Regions from separate parts of the Mus musculus genome. Here regions 1, 3 and 4 are each linked to region 2. The links are chromatin contacts, called in public Hi-C, HiChIP or PLAC-seq and promoter capture Hi-C maps. All regions are on one chromosome and are shown on one strand. The core of a region is the stretch at or near the end of the contact, and the rest is flanking DNA. Distances in the headings are between cores, read along the strand shown. Region 1 holds the start of Elk3 (ELK3, member of ETS oncogene family). Region 2 holds the start of Tmpo (thymopoietin). Region 3 overlaps Cdk17 (cyclin-dependent kinase 17). Region 4 holds the start of Hal (histidine ammonia lyase).

The links. Promoter capture Hi-C pulls out the DNA fragments that hold promoters and counts their contacts. Hi-C and Micro-C count contacts between places; a contact is called where the count stands out from the background. HiChIP or PLAC-seq counts read pairs in DNA pulled down with a chosen protein or histone mark.
Region 1: a Hi-C map of B cells shows a contact between it and region 2, with 7 read pairs. The contact joins the promoter of Elk3 here to the promoter of Tmpo in region 2. A contact is called at or near these places in 6 of 39 promoter capture datasets (the 3T3-L1 cell line, the C10 cell line, embryonic stem cells and 3 more), 1 of 15 datasets of contacts at CTCF or cohesin (large pre-B cells), 1 of 484 Hi-C or Micro-C datasets (B cells), 11 of 115 datasets of contacts at active chromatin or transcription factors (T-cell acute lymphoblastic leukemia, astrocytes, cardiomyocytes and 5 more) and 2 of 9 other capture datasets (adipose tissue and liver).
Region 3: a contact with region 2 is called in an H3K27ac HiChIP or PLAC-seq map of epiblast stem cells, with 9 times the contacts expected there. The contact joins the enhancer-like site here to the promoter of Tmpo in region 2. A contact is called at or near these places in 5 of 39 promoter capture datasets (hippocampal neurons, liver, pre-B cells and 1 more), 3 of 484 Hi-C or Micro-C datasets (CD8 T cells, large pre-B cells and reprogramming fibroblasts), 7 of 115 datasets of contacts at active chromatin or transcription factors (embryonic stem cells, epiblast stem cells, extraembryonic endoderm stem cells and 2 more) and 2 of 9 other capture datasets (adipose tissue and macrophages).
Region 4: a contact with region 2 is called in a promoter capture Hi-C map of embryonic stem cells, with 5 times the contacts expected there. The contact joins the promoter of Hal here to the promoter of Tmpo in region 2. A contact is called at or near these places in 1 of 39 promoter capture datasets (embryonic stem cells), 2 of 115 datasets of contacts at active chromatin or transcription factors (embryonic forebrain and stem cell-derived neural progenitor cells) and 1 of 9 other capture datasets (adipose tissue).

What each region holds. Positions count from the first base shown.
Region 1 is chr10:93,309,833-93,313,239 of GRCm38.p6, reverse strand. Elk3 (ELK3, member of ETS oncogene family) reads left to right here and starts at 2,081. Exons shown (of 5, transcript NM_013508.2): 1 at 2,081-2,488.
Region 2 is chr10:91,169,647-91,172,904 of GRCm38.p6, reverse strand. It overlaps Tmpo (thymopoietin), which reads left to right and starts at 1,286. Exons shown (of 4, transcript NM_011605.3): 1 at 1,286-1,867. The coding sequence starts at 1,592.
Region 3 is chr10:93,186,753-93,190,038 of GRCm38.p6, reverse strand. All of the region lies in intron 1 of Cdk17 (cyclin-dependent kinase 17), which reads right to left. Among named protein-coding and RNA genes, the nearest start is that of Mir1931, 26 kb to the right of the region's middle. Within about 2 kb of position 1,393, at least 79 of the 459 cell types and tissues checked have an H3K27ac peak or open chromatin away from gene starts, as enhancers often do. A contact at or near this core is called in CD8 T cells, embryonic stem cells, epiblast stem cells and 2 more, where this site is marked.
Region 4 is chr10:93,487,123-93,490,212 of GRCm38.p6, reverse strand. Hal (histidine ammonia lyase) reads right to left here and starts at 1,445. Exons shown (of 20, transcript NM_010401.4): 1 at 836-1,445; 2 at 279-339; 3 at 146-173. The coding sequence starts at 1,082.

The DNA.
Region 1 (3,407 bases), core at 832-3,331, 2.1 Mb before region 2:
CTGTTCTGTTCTAATTGTTTTAGGTTGATTTCTTTTCCTAACCCTAACTCTAACCCTGCTTTCTTATCTACCTTTTCTTTTTCCTTTTTTTTTTTTTTTTTTTTTTTTTTAGTGCTGGAGATTGAACTCATGGCTTTGTACAAGAGAGGCAAGTAATTTACCCCCAAGCTAAATCTCTAACGAGACCTGACCATCTGATTTCTAGAGCTTGCTTTCTGAGTGGCTGTATAGGAACGCCACCTCCCAATCTCCCCCAAGAGAGTGGGGTACCACTTACAAATGACGAACCTTTCTTGACACAACCTCCCCTGAAACCCACAGTTCACCTGATGGCTCACTCCTGATGATAATTCGTGATTACAGGTACCCACCTGTATAGCTTCACACGGAGCAGTTCATGGCTGGCCCCCCAAAATCTTGTTCTGACTACTCATCCCTTCCTGTCCCCAACCCCTGGTGACCAGAACTTTCTCACTGCGCCAATAGTTCTGCCTTTTCTGGGAGAGGTGGGATCATACAGCACGTAGCCCCTTCAGATTAGCTTCTCCCAAGTGGATACTTTCTAAAATAAAAAGCAACATGTATTCCTAAGTGTGGGAGCTTCCGAGTTGGATGATAAATCTAAATCCACACTCTGCATTCAGTTCACATGGACAGCTGGATCATATAGGGACACAGTCTGAGTTTTGCTGAGTGACTGGAGAAGCCAACTAGGGATTTTAAATGATAATCTCCAAAGTGGAAAATTAGCTGTGGAAAATCAGGGTTTGATAGACAGCCCCCTTTCCCATAATTCCTCCTTCTGTTTCACATCTTACCTTGGTCCCCCTCCCTCCTCTCCCCACCACCATTGTCTCTTCTCAGAGCACGGGCAAGCCTGGTCCTCAGTGTATAACCAGCAGGTTATACACATCAGTGATTAAGCAAAAATGCTGCCCTTGTTTAACAAGGTGTTCTGACAGGCACCTGCAGATGTGCGTGTGTGGGGTGGGTATTAACATCCCTGAATTCAATCTAGAACCTTTAATAGTAACCAGATACTCAGAAACAAGCAATCTTTCAGAGAGATAGCAAATGCTAATGGGGGGGGGGCAAGGAAATGTCAGAATGTTGTCCTGCTGACCTGGAGACTTGGCCATTGGTCTGGGATAAGTACGCTGTGGCTAGTTTGCAAAGCACCCCTTACTCTCAACGCGATTCTGTTATTGGGGCTTCCAATCACACCAGACACATTGAGGTGAGGGCTTAAGGGTTACAATTAGGGCTTTAATGAGCCATGTACTCTCATGCCAAACGTTCAAGATTGAAAACTACTGGTCAGAAAGCCCCAAAGGCAGGGGACTGGAAGGTTCTGGAAGGCTGGGGCTGGAGGAACTGTATACAGGGTTTGTTAATAAGAGACCCATTCCCTCCTGCATCCTCCGAGCAATGCCCAACTCTCCAATCAGATCCTGGCCATTGTCCTCAGGGGCGGGGAGTCCAGTCTTGAAACCACAGGGTACCCCTTCCCCTGTCTCAAGCCACCTGGAGCGCCTAAGCAGTGCCTGTCTAAAGCCACTTCACTCATCTCTTTTCTAAGACACAAGGCTCCTAGTTTGTGGCTCTTAAGAAAGTATTCCCAAAAGAGGATCCCAACTCTAAAACTGCCTCCAAATTATTACTATTAATATTAATTATAGTGCTGCTGTTAAATATGCCCCGACAGTAACTCTATCCGACAGCATCTTAGGAAGACTCCATCTCCCTTTGTGCACGCTTATGTTTTTCACCCTCATCTCCTCTGGTCCGCAATAAAAGCAGCCCGGTTCCCAGAGCATCCAAAGTCCTGAACCCCACTCGCCATCCCTCCTGTCCCTAAACTCTTCTTCTATGCCTATGGTAGAGAAAAGCTCGCTTAGGGACCTCCCTTTCGGGGCACCATTAGCAGGGCACGAACCCAGGGTGATGCCAAACTTAGGAACCCGAGGGCTCAGGAGCCGACGGAGCCCCCGCCGAGTGGAGAGACGGCGGCCTGGCCGGCGGGTCCCCAGGCTCCTCCCCTGGGGTGGCCGAGCAGGAAGCGGGGCGGGCACGGCGCGGGGGCGCGCGGGGCGTGCGGGCGGGCGCGGGGCCCGGCGCCGGGGGTATGCGCGGGTCTGGGCGGGCAGCCCCGGCGCACAGCCGCGGCCCGGGCGCACGGCGCGGGGCGGAAAAGCCTGTTTACACAGACTGCACACCGCCTGGGGAATAATGCAGTAAAGGAAGTGAGCAGGCTCGGCCTGACTGCTCCAACTTCCTGCTCTCACACACACCAGAGGAGGGGGGGGGGGGAGAAAAAAAAAAAGAGGAGCGAGAGAAAGAAAAAAAAAAGAGGGGGGAAAATCAGGATCTCATTACAAGAGCAACAGACCGTCTGCAGACGCCTGTCAGCATGGAAAGTCGGGGGCTTTCGCCCGGTTCCTCCTAGAAATCTCCCCAAGAAGACTCCCAAACGCTCCCCCACGTCTGGGTAGGTTGCAGGACTGTTTGCCTGTTGCTCCAGCGCTTGCAAAGTTTTCTTCGGGCTATTTTTTTTTTTTAATTTTTCCTCTTTTTTTTTTTTCTCCTTTCTCCTTCTTTCTTTTCTTTGGCTGGTGGGGGTGGGGTTGTGGGCGCTGTGGGGTGAGTTGTAGACTGCGTTGGGGGAGGATGGGGGTGCGTCCCCGCGGGGGAGGATGCTGTGCGTCGCCACCGCCACCGCCACCGGCGCCACCCCGGGAGCTCGTGCTCGGGCCTGGGGTCTGCACTGCGAAGCCCGGAGGAGACACCCTGAGTGCAAACTCCTGTATCCCTGCAGCGAGGCTCCGGGGCTCTGGGATTAGGGATAGTGGTCGAAGCGGGCTGCGTGGCTGGAGGCTGGATTGTCACTGACCTCCAGCCGGGGTTGCGGTCCGGATCCCTTCAGGATGGGCACCGAGGCGCGAGTGTTCGGATTCAGGGGAGAGCACAGGGGTGGAGAGGGAGCGGAGGACTTGGGCCATGGAGATGTGGGGCCCGGGGCTACGTCCACTCTCTCTGGGCAGGTGACCCCCGCCCAGGTCACCGCCCCAGGCGCACGCCCAGTCTAATGGACATTTAAAAGCCGGCCGAGTCGGCTAGTCCAGATTCGGATTGGGGAGATGGGCCAGGCAAGGGATGAACTTGAAACTCTCAGCTCTTTAACTTCCAACTGCCTGCTGGCCTGTAATGTTACTGGAACTTTTTTTTAAGGGGGGGGGGCTTGAAATTGGGAGGCGGGAGCTAAAAATATTAAATGGTCTCTGTTTTGTTACGACCGAATCATTCCGAGGATAAGCTGCAGTTACGCGGCGGGTGGGGGTGGAAGCAAGAAAGGCTATTTCAGAAACTGCAAAAGGGGCTTTTTAGAAGGAAAAAAAAAAAGAGTGTCG
Region 2 (3,258 bases), core at 37-2,536:
CCTCTCACGAGCAGTGTCCTGAACCATTTCCTGTGTAGACATTCACATTGTTCAAAACCCTAGATACATTGAAACACTATACATGCTTTCATTCGCTTTTTATTTTTGTTTTTGTTTTTTTTTTTTTTTTGTTTTCGAGACAGGGTTTCTCTGTGTAGCCCTGGCTGTCCTGGAACTCACTCTGTAGACCAGGCTAGCCTCGAACTCAGAAATCCACCTGCCTCTGCCTCCCAAGTGGTGGGATTAAAGACGTGCGCCACCAACGCCCGGCTCATTAGCGTTTATTAACTACACATCTTATTGCGGACTTTTTACATAAATTTAACTCTGATCATGTTCGCCCATATATGTAATTTGTTAATAGGAAACATTTCTGGTCAGTATTGTGTTCCAGAAAACAGAACTGTGGCACATTTGAGACGCTAACTTGAATCAGCAGCATGAGTTTTACAGGGTTCCTGGCTCCCTCTAAAATTAAAAAATTAGTATGCACCACTACAGGCACATAAAGTTGAATACTAGAGACTTTCTAAATGTTGCGTTTCATCTTGTTCCATTACCAAACATTAGGTTTGATGAAGTTAGGGGAAATCCTTGGTGCTTGGGGTGGGGGTCTTAACCTAGACGGCTTAAAAATACAAAGAAGGCATTTGTTTTAAGCCCCAAGAACTATGGAAACCAAAGGGTTTGGTAAAAGAAGGCAAAGGGAGACTTAAAAATGCAATTTTGTAACAAACTAAAGCTGTATGGAAACCTTCAGCTGTGGAAGTCTGGCTTTCCCTAGATTCCAGACAAAAGAAGCGTTTGCGAACCGAGGGGATTTGACTTCCTGCGCATCCCGCACCACAGCCTGTCTGGTTTTCACGCTTCCCCTCCAGGGCCAGCACTCGGAGGGGGCAAGGCCAGTCGGCCGCCATTCTTCAGGGGGGCTCGGTGTCCCGGGAAGGAGCCAGGCCCGGGCAAAGGGTCCTCAAGAGAGCTGGCGCAGAACTCCGCCCGTCCGAAGGCGATCGAGGCCGGGACGAGGCTTCTCCGGTGCAGGGGGCCAGGAGAGAGGGAAACAGCGTGCAAACCCAGTACCGCCCATCCCTTATCAGCGTCCGAGGGGAAGGGCGGAGAGCCGAGGAAACAGCGGGCCCCGCGCCCGAGCTCCCGCCCGAGCGCCTTTTAAACTGCGTTTCTGCACCTCTCGCCCTGCGCCGCGGCGGCTGGAACCCGCGCGAGCCGCCCAGCCAATGGGTGGCGCGCTTCCTCCGGGCGCCCGCCAATGGCGGCGCGCGTTCTTGGGGCGTGCGCGAGCCAGGCTCCCCCCACCCCACCCCACGCACTAGCTTGTGTATGGGCTCGGCTCGCTGCGGGCTCCGGGTTCGGCTGCACTTGCTCCCCAGTCGTGCGCCAGGGGCTTTTTGTGGCGGGGGCCGGACCTGGGTTTTGTGTCCCGAGTTCTGTGCCGTGCCCGCGGCGCCGCTCCGGGGCAGGGATCTCCCGAGGCGGCGGGCGCAGCCCCCGGGACCAGCGAGCGAGCGCGCCGGCGTGAGCAGCGGCGGCGGCGACTGTGAGGGGCCGGGGAGGAGAGAAGGAGGGGGACGAGATGCCGGAGTTCCTAGAGGACCCTTCGGTCCTGACCAAAGACAAGTTGAAGAGCGAGTTGGTCGCCAACAACGTGACGCTCCCGGCCGGCGAGCAGCGCAAGGACGTGTACGTGCAGCTCTACCTGCAGCACCTCACGGCGCGCAACCGGCCGCCGCTCGCCGCGGGAGCCAACAGCAAAGGGCCGCCCGACTTCTCGAGCGACGAGGAGCGCGAGCCCACGCCGGTGCTCGGCTCCGGGGCCTCCGTGGGTCGCGGCCGCGGCGCCGTCGGCAGGGTAAGGCGAACCCCCCCGGGGCCGCGGAGACGGGCGTTTGGCGGCCGCGGCGCGTGCTCGGCGGCGGGGCTGGCCCCCTCGCGGGGTTCCCCGTGCCCGCGGCGGCGCCCCGATCGCGAGGCCGCCGGGGAAGGCGCGGAGAGGGGAGTCCTCGGTGCGAGCCGCCCCGGCTGTGCTGCTTGGCTGCTCGGGCCGGGTGCACGGTCCGGAGTGGGTGTAGACGCGGCCTTCCGAGCCGTTTTCTAAAGCCCGACAGGCTTGGCCCCCGGCGCGCGAGGTGAAGTTGTAGCGTTTTCCCGCTTTAGCGCCGAAGTGACTCGCAACAGTGTCAGAGCGCTCCCTGGAGGGCAGTTTGCGACATAGTCATTTCTGGCCTTTTTTTTTTTTTTTTTTAAATAAAGGCATTCCCGCCTTTTTATGTTGTTGACTTTTTTTTTTTTTTAAACAGATGGAGGGCTTTTTGAACCGTTTTGTTTCCTCGCGTGTCATATTCTTCCAGTCATCAGGCCCCGCCTTAAGTGGGTTTGCTGTACTGTAAACGGGACGTTTTAAGTACGTTGCATTTGGAAAAGTTTGTTCCCGTAGACATCCTGGAGAATCCCAGCTAGTGAGCGTTTTGTTTTATCGTTGTAAGATTTTTGCTGGAGGAAGTAAAGATCCGGAAGCAAAAAGAAAAGTTTATGACATACTGATGTATCAGTATTTGAATTTGAATGCCTCAGGCCAGTGAGATGTAAGATGCGTTCCTGCCGGTGTGTATCATTTTGCCTTTTTTTTTTTTTTTTTGGTTGCTGGCTTTTTGGGGGTACGTTTTAAATAGTATTTTGTAGGTTTATATTTAGTTAACAGAATTCAAGTCATTAAAAATTAGTTATGAGTGTTGATTTGGAGTGTTTTAAATCTTCGAGAAGCATGTGAATGTTTTGACTGGTATCGCGGTTTGCCTCTCGTTTTGGTGCTGGGAATTGAACTCAAAGCCTCTTTTTTGTATGTACTAGCCGGGAACTACACCTCAAGCTGTTTGCTTCTTCGAAAGTTTAGAGTGTCTTGCGATAATTTAAAAAAAAAAGTGGGTTGTTTCCTGACTGCTCGAACAAGAGTGAAAGTTACATCAAACGCATGTGTGGATTTAGTTGAGAAAACTTTTACCCTTAACTTTCAATGCCTAAGTGTTTTAAGATTGACACAAATCTCGGGGCGGTGGTGGCGCACACCTTTAATCCCAACACTTGGGAGGCAGAGGCAGGCAAATTTCCGAGTTCGAGGCCAGCCTGGTCTACAGAGTGAGTTCCAGGACAGCCAGGGCTACACAGAAAAACCCTGTCTCGAAAAAACAAACGATTGGCACAAATCAGTGTCTAGTAAGCATTAGCCCCGTGAATTACAGCGTC
Region 3 (3,286 bases), core at 144-2,643, 2.0 Mb before region 2:
TTTTCTGACAGTTCTGGGTAGACTGATAGCTCTCTTTAGTGGATTTTTATCGTGGTTCTGTACTCGGTTTCTCTTGGTTGTTACTGTAACAGTGGTTTGCTTTCTCCTTTCTGAAGAGTCCTGAGGTGTGGGCTCTTCTGAAGGATGCTATCTAAGACCTGTCTAAGTAACTGTTCTATTGCTGTGAGGAGACACCATGACCAAGGCAACTTATAAAGGAAAGCATTTAATTAGGGGCTTGCTTATAGTTTCAGAGGGTGAGTCCAGGACTATCATGGCAGAAAACATGGTGGCACTAGAGCAGTAGCTGAGAGCATATATCTGATCCACAAGCAGGAGACACAGAGAGACAAGAGACAGAGAGACAGAGAGACACAGAGAGGGAGAGGAAGAAGGAGAGGGAGAAGACAAACTGTGACTATGCCTGGGCTTAGCAGAAGCTTTTGAAACTTCAAAGCCCACTCTCAGTGACACACCTCCTCCAGTAACTCCACACTTCCTAATCTTTCCCAAACAGTACAACTAACTAGGGACCAAGCATCCAACTCTGTGCCTAGGAGGGCCATTCTCATTCAAAAACCACGACAAGGCTGCAGTATAAAAATGGGAAAGATATCAATTTCAACATATGGGTAAATCACAACACAGAAGGATAAATATTAAAAAAAAAAAGCAAGGCAAGTTTACTTCTACAAAGAATCTTGACTCTTTAATAACTGAATCCATGAGTAGTGAAACAGATAAAATGCTAAGGATTCTAAAGTTCAGTTTAAAGACGACTCATAAATGAATCCATGAAGTAAACGTGAATATAAGTTTTAAGTGAGAAATCTAAACATGTGGATGAGAAATTCAACAATGAGGAAGATTCTGGAGGGACAATTATGAAATCCTTAAAACTAAAGTTCAATAAGTCAACCCAAAACTCTAATCAACCACCAAGACACTAGACCTCTTAGAAGAAAGAGTTCCAAGGATGGACAAAAGGCCAAGGAATTTTAACACTGAAGTATAAACAGGAAGAGGGAGAGGGTGGGACAGGGAAACAGAAGCAGAAGGAGATGGGGAAAGAGAGGGAGACAGTAAGCATTAAGAGAGAACAAGAAAGCAAGTGGTCAGAAATGGCCACTAAAGACCAAGACTCTCAGGACAGTACTAAGAGGCCCAACCTATGAATCAGTAGAGAGGGTCAGCGAGCTAGGACGCAGACTAGCGATGCAGTAAATCTAGTCAATGAAATTACATTGAAACAGATACAGAAAATGTCAGAAATTCCAGGAATGAAACAGATATCCGAATACAAAAGCATCCCCCATGTCTGACTATAGTTAAACCGCCAAGAGTATAGAACAAAGGAAGAATAAGAATGCTGAAAGCCACAAGGAAGGCGTGTCAGATGACTTGTAAAGGCAAACAATCAGGAGAACTGACTCAGCAGACATCCCTAAGGCCAGGAGAGCGTGGGCCATGCCATGAAACAAAACCATCACCCAAGGTTACCGTAGCAAACAGAGCCAACCTTTAAAATCAAACAGACCTTCTCTGAGAGTAAAGCAATTCCCAGTCACCACGCCAGCCCTGGGGAGAGCTCAGGACGTAACAAACTGTACTGGGAGAATTGATGAATTCGGGGGGGGGGGGGGGGGGGGGATCAAGAACTGTTAGTAAAGTAAGCCAGCCCAGTGTTAAGGTGAAGAACAAAGAAATTAGTACACTTTGTCTAACAATTCTAACTATAAATGGTCTTTAAAAGTCTAACTCTCCAATTAAAAGATTAAAAAAACAAAAACAAACAACAACAGCAGCAGCTAACTGAATTACAAACAAGAGCCTTTGATGTCTGGGGGAAAAAAAACCTCAGCCTATGGCAAAGATACTAAGACTGAAAGTGATCAGAGAGGAAATGTTTGCAGTAAATGAAAACTTAGAAGTAAGCCCAAGTAACTATACTACCATCCAACTAGGCCAAGTTCAAAGCCAACTAAGTCAGAAGATACAAAGGTCACTCTATATCAATGAAAGGAATACTCCACTAAAAAGACACAATGACTGCAAATACAGATGCACTGAGTATTAGCGTACCCAACTCCATAAAGTGAAATTACTGGACAGACAGAGGGACACAGGTCCAGGTACGGTCATGTAGGTGACCTCAATAGTTCACTCTCCTCAAAAGACAGATCAAGCCGGAGTGAAAAAAAATGGCAAAAGAAAAAATAAATAAATAAATAAATAAATAAATAAATAAATAAATAAATAAATCTCAGTTAAACTATACCACACACAGAGCACCTGTGGAATACACCACTCAAAAGCTGAAGCGTACACATTCTTCCCAGGAGCCCATGGAACTTTCTCCAAAATAGATCGTATCTTAGGCTATAACACAAGTCTTACTATAAAGGAACTGTAGTGCTTTCTTGCCATCAGACCGTAAGGGAAGGAGAACAGAGATCAGTAAGAAAGTAGAAACTCTACAAGATCTTGAGAAAAGAACAGTAAGAGTGTCTGAGTGATCTGGAGGGTAATGACAAAATCAAGAGGGAAATTAAAATGCCCCAACAATCTAGGCCAGGCATGGTGGTGCACACCTTTAATCCCAGCCCTTAGGAGGCGGAGGCGGAGGCGGAGGCGGAGGCGGGCAGATCTCAGTGAGTTCAAGGCCAGCCTGTTTTACATAGTGAGTTCCAGGACAGCCAGGCCTATGCAGAGAAACTTTGTCTAAAAAAACCAAAATATGTTCATGAGTAAGGACTGGGAAGAGGGACAGGATGATCAAGGAACACTGTATTTGTGTATGAAAATGTCATCATGAAACCCATTATAGGTGTATAGAAATGGCTCAGCGTGTTCAAAAACAAGCAAACAAACAAACAAACTTGCTCTCAAGCCTGACATCCTGAATTAGAGACTCCGACCAGAGCAACCAGCCCCAAACTGTCCGCATACACTCACCACTCCAGCAAACTCTCCCAAACTCACAAAATAAACAAAATTTTTTCTAAAGAAATTTATTATTTTATACAATACACGTTAATAATTTTTAGCTTAAATTTAGAAGCTTTCAAAGTCATCCATTTTTCTTACAAGTACCTACAATTAAAAAAAATTCAAATATAATTTTAGGTAGAATACATCCTAAAGACTGTCAGGTCTGGCCTTTTATCAGTTTTCCTGGTGTAAGTCAAAGTGATAAAATATGATTTAAACAGCAAAGAGGTGAAGGAGTGAGCTTCTCCTCTTACAGTTTTTCTGTAGTCACTTAAAAAAAAGATCTCTATAGGAG
Region 4 (3,090 bases), core at 196-2,695, 2.3 Mb before region 2:
CTCCCCCCTCCTCCTCTTCCTTCTCCTCTTCTTCCTTGTCCTCTTCTCCCCCTCCTCCTTCCCCTTCTTAAAGTGGTAGGTGAAAGGAGGCATATTTCAGACATGACAGAGTTTTATATTCCCCACAAAAAGGAAAATAGCTTACTTTTTCAGGCTCCCGGTATTTGCTGTATCTAAAGCCAGGTAAAGGAGCAGACTAGCAATGTGGAACAGCCCCAGCCCCACCGTGTCAGGACCAGCCACCGCAGGGCTGACCAAAGGGGATGCACAAAGGATACAGGAAAACTCCTTCTGGCTGCGACGGAATGAAATCAGGAGACATCACATCACCTTCAATCACTGAAACAAGAAGGGGAGAGAGGGGCCTAGCAGGTCACAGGGTGTCACATCAGGGCAGGTGTCAGACCCAGGAATGACCCCTCCATGCACTGAGCTTGTGTTTCATAGCAACGGCTGCTGGACCGTGACATCCTACATTTTCACACGGTCTTAGCGTCTTTACACAGGAAAGCAAAAAGCAGAAAGGTAGCAGGGGGATGTACGTGGAAGATTGGTTCTAGCCTGCTTCTGTTTCTACTCTGGCAGTCCCTTACAGAAGGATTCTGTCATTGCAAGGGACTCTAACCTGCAGCCTTGGGTTCAAGTCCAGACTGTCACTGTGGCCTGCCTCTCTCCATCTATTGCAGGCTGGGGGCAGGGGGAGGTGGATGATAAAGCAAGGCTTGAGGCTCCCCCAGGGCAAGTACTCAAGTCTTTTTTTCTTGCCGTGTTCCCTGACACGGGGGTGACTTCCTCCAGGACATGCCAAGGCTCTGTTCCCCTGAGGGCCACTCACCCACTTCTACGAACTCATTGTCCTCTAAGGCCACCTCCAGCTCGTCCTCATTGTCCAGCAGGCCCAGGCCCTTGCACCGATGCACAAGGAATTGCACTTCATCCACCGAAGTGAAGCCACCATTGTCCGGTTTGTTCTTCATGTAGCGTCGCACAGCCTCACGGCCCAGCCAGCCAACAGTGAGCTTCCCATCCTGACAGGGCACCGCCAGCCATTCCCCACGCACGTGCACTGTGTACCTAGGCATGGCTCAGATGCTATAGCCCTTCTGAGCAGCAGGCCACTGTAACCAAGGGCTGGCTCCTTTCCTACAGTCCTCGACTGGGGAGAGCCTTTATCCTTTACCAGGGAGGGGAGTGTCTGCTGGGGTGTGGTTGGCAGTGAGACTGAGAGTGGACTTTCAGAACACACCCCTTCCCTTGCCTTTAGCCATTCACACTTTAAACAAATATTGATTGCGGTCTCTGGTGTTCCTTTGGCCTTTCTGGATGCTGAACTAGGTGCAGGAGACAGGGATATGGGTAGCTGAGCCCACTTTTAATGTAACCTTGTAGTTCTCTGACCCTGGAAGTCCTTCTGACCAGGGTTCCCCGTTCTCTCTCTCCCTTTCTGAGTCTGCCTTGAAAGCTGCTTATAAACACCATGTTCCCCTCTTTAGGGAATTACTCAATTGGTAAAACGCATCCTCTCGGTCAATTGTGACACCCAGAGTGTAGCAATCCCCATTCATTTATTTATTCCACAAACACGCGTTGAGCAACGCCTCCCTGCCAGTGCCCAGTGCTACCAAAGCCATTGCTCCATCAAAGAAAGCAGTTCTGAAAAGGTTGTGTTTAGACACATGAATCACCGTAGCTTGGAGGCCCTCAGCTCACTACCCTGGGGTGAGTGAGTGATCTTCCCGTTTCCTAAGCCAAAGGCAAATTCTCTAATGCCGTGATTCGCGGCATCTACCTGGGATAAATCCTGGCTGTGTGACTCGCAGTCATTTGAGTCCCCTGGGATTCAGCTTTACTCGTCTATGAAACGAATATCCCCACGGGCAGCTGGAAGGACAAAGTCAATTAGTGTGTGTCAACCCTGAGGTCCGTGCCTGCTGGATGGGGAGACTCCCAATTACTCTCACCAGGACTTGGACTTTAACACTCCACATGCCCTCAAGAGTGTGTGTGTGTGTGTGTGAATATTCCTTATCTTTGCCCCCTGGATATCCCTAGTTCAGCTAAGCTTCTTCCCTGCCCCAAACCGCTTCCCCTGCACCCCCCCCCACCTAATTTTGCCCCACCTGTGTTAAGGAACACTGATAGCCCAAGAGATTCAAAGAATTGTGTGCGCTTTAGTAGTATGTCAGTTCTGAGAAATTTGATTGAATAATCAGAAACCCTGACCTGCCTTCTACTTCATTAGAACAGTTGCTCTGTAGATAGACACCCAGATCCACATCCAGTGTCTTACCATCAGTCTATCGAAATGTATTCATCAGACAACCACACCCCGACTGTGCCCTGCAATTTGGCAACATCTCGATTTGCTATCAAGACAGAAGTTAGCTTCAGTTCAGTATTCCACCTCCAGGACATGGCCTTCCACCTTACTTAGCTCATCTCTGCCCACGGACCTGACCTCCGGTTAACCCTTTCTTCTCCTCCTGAACCCCACCGCTTAGGAAGCTATCCTAGTTGCTTATGTGGCTATGCTTAAACAGCTTCAAGGTCCTTGGGAAGCCAGAATCTATTATGTGTGTAATTTGGGATGAAACCCATACCCTGAGTCCTTACTCTGGACTGTCACCTGCTTACCCCAGCAGACTGATGTAACAAGTCCTATGACCGTGGGGGTGATGGCACCACCCTTTGACTCATGCCCCCCCCAGAGGGAACGCTCCAAGTCTTCCCTCTCTCCTCAACTTGCAGCTCATTCCCAGATACGGGCTTCATCTTTTACAACTCTGGGAAAACTGTGGCCCTCAGATGTGAACCACCTTCATTTATTCATTCATTCACCACCAAGTCCTGTCTGAATACCTGTTCAGATGTTGATGTCTGGAGATGAACAGATGCGCCAAGGCTGAGATGTCCCACTACCCCTCAGGTTGAAAGGTCACCCAAACTATCGGGTGCTCTTGCTGACATCCCAGGTAGACCCAGCTTTTGAGTGATTCCATGATATCAGTACCGGGCAATCAGTTCCTCCTAGCCATGTGAAGATTCTACACAAACCTCAAATATCATGTGGCTGACTTCTCATTTTTTTTC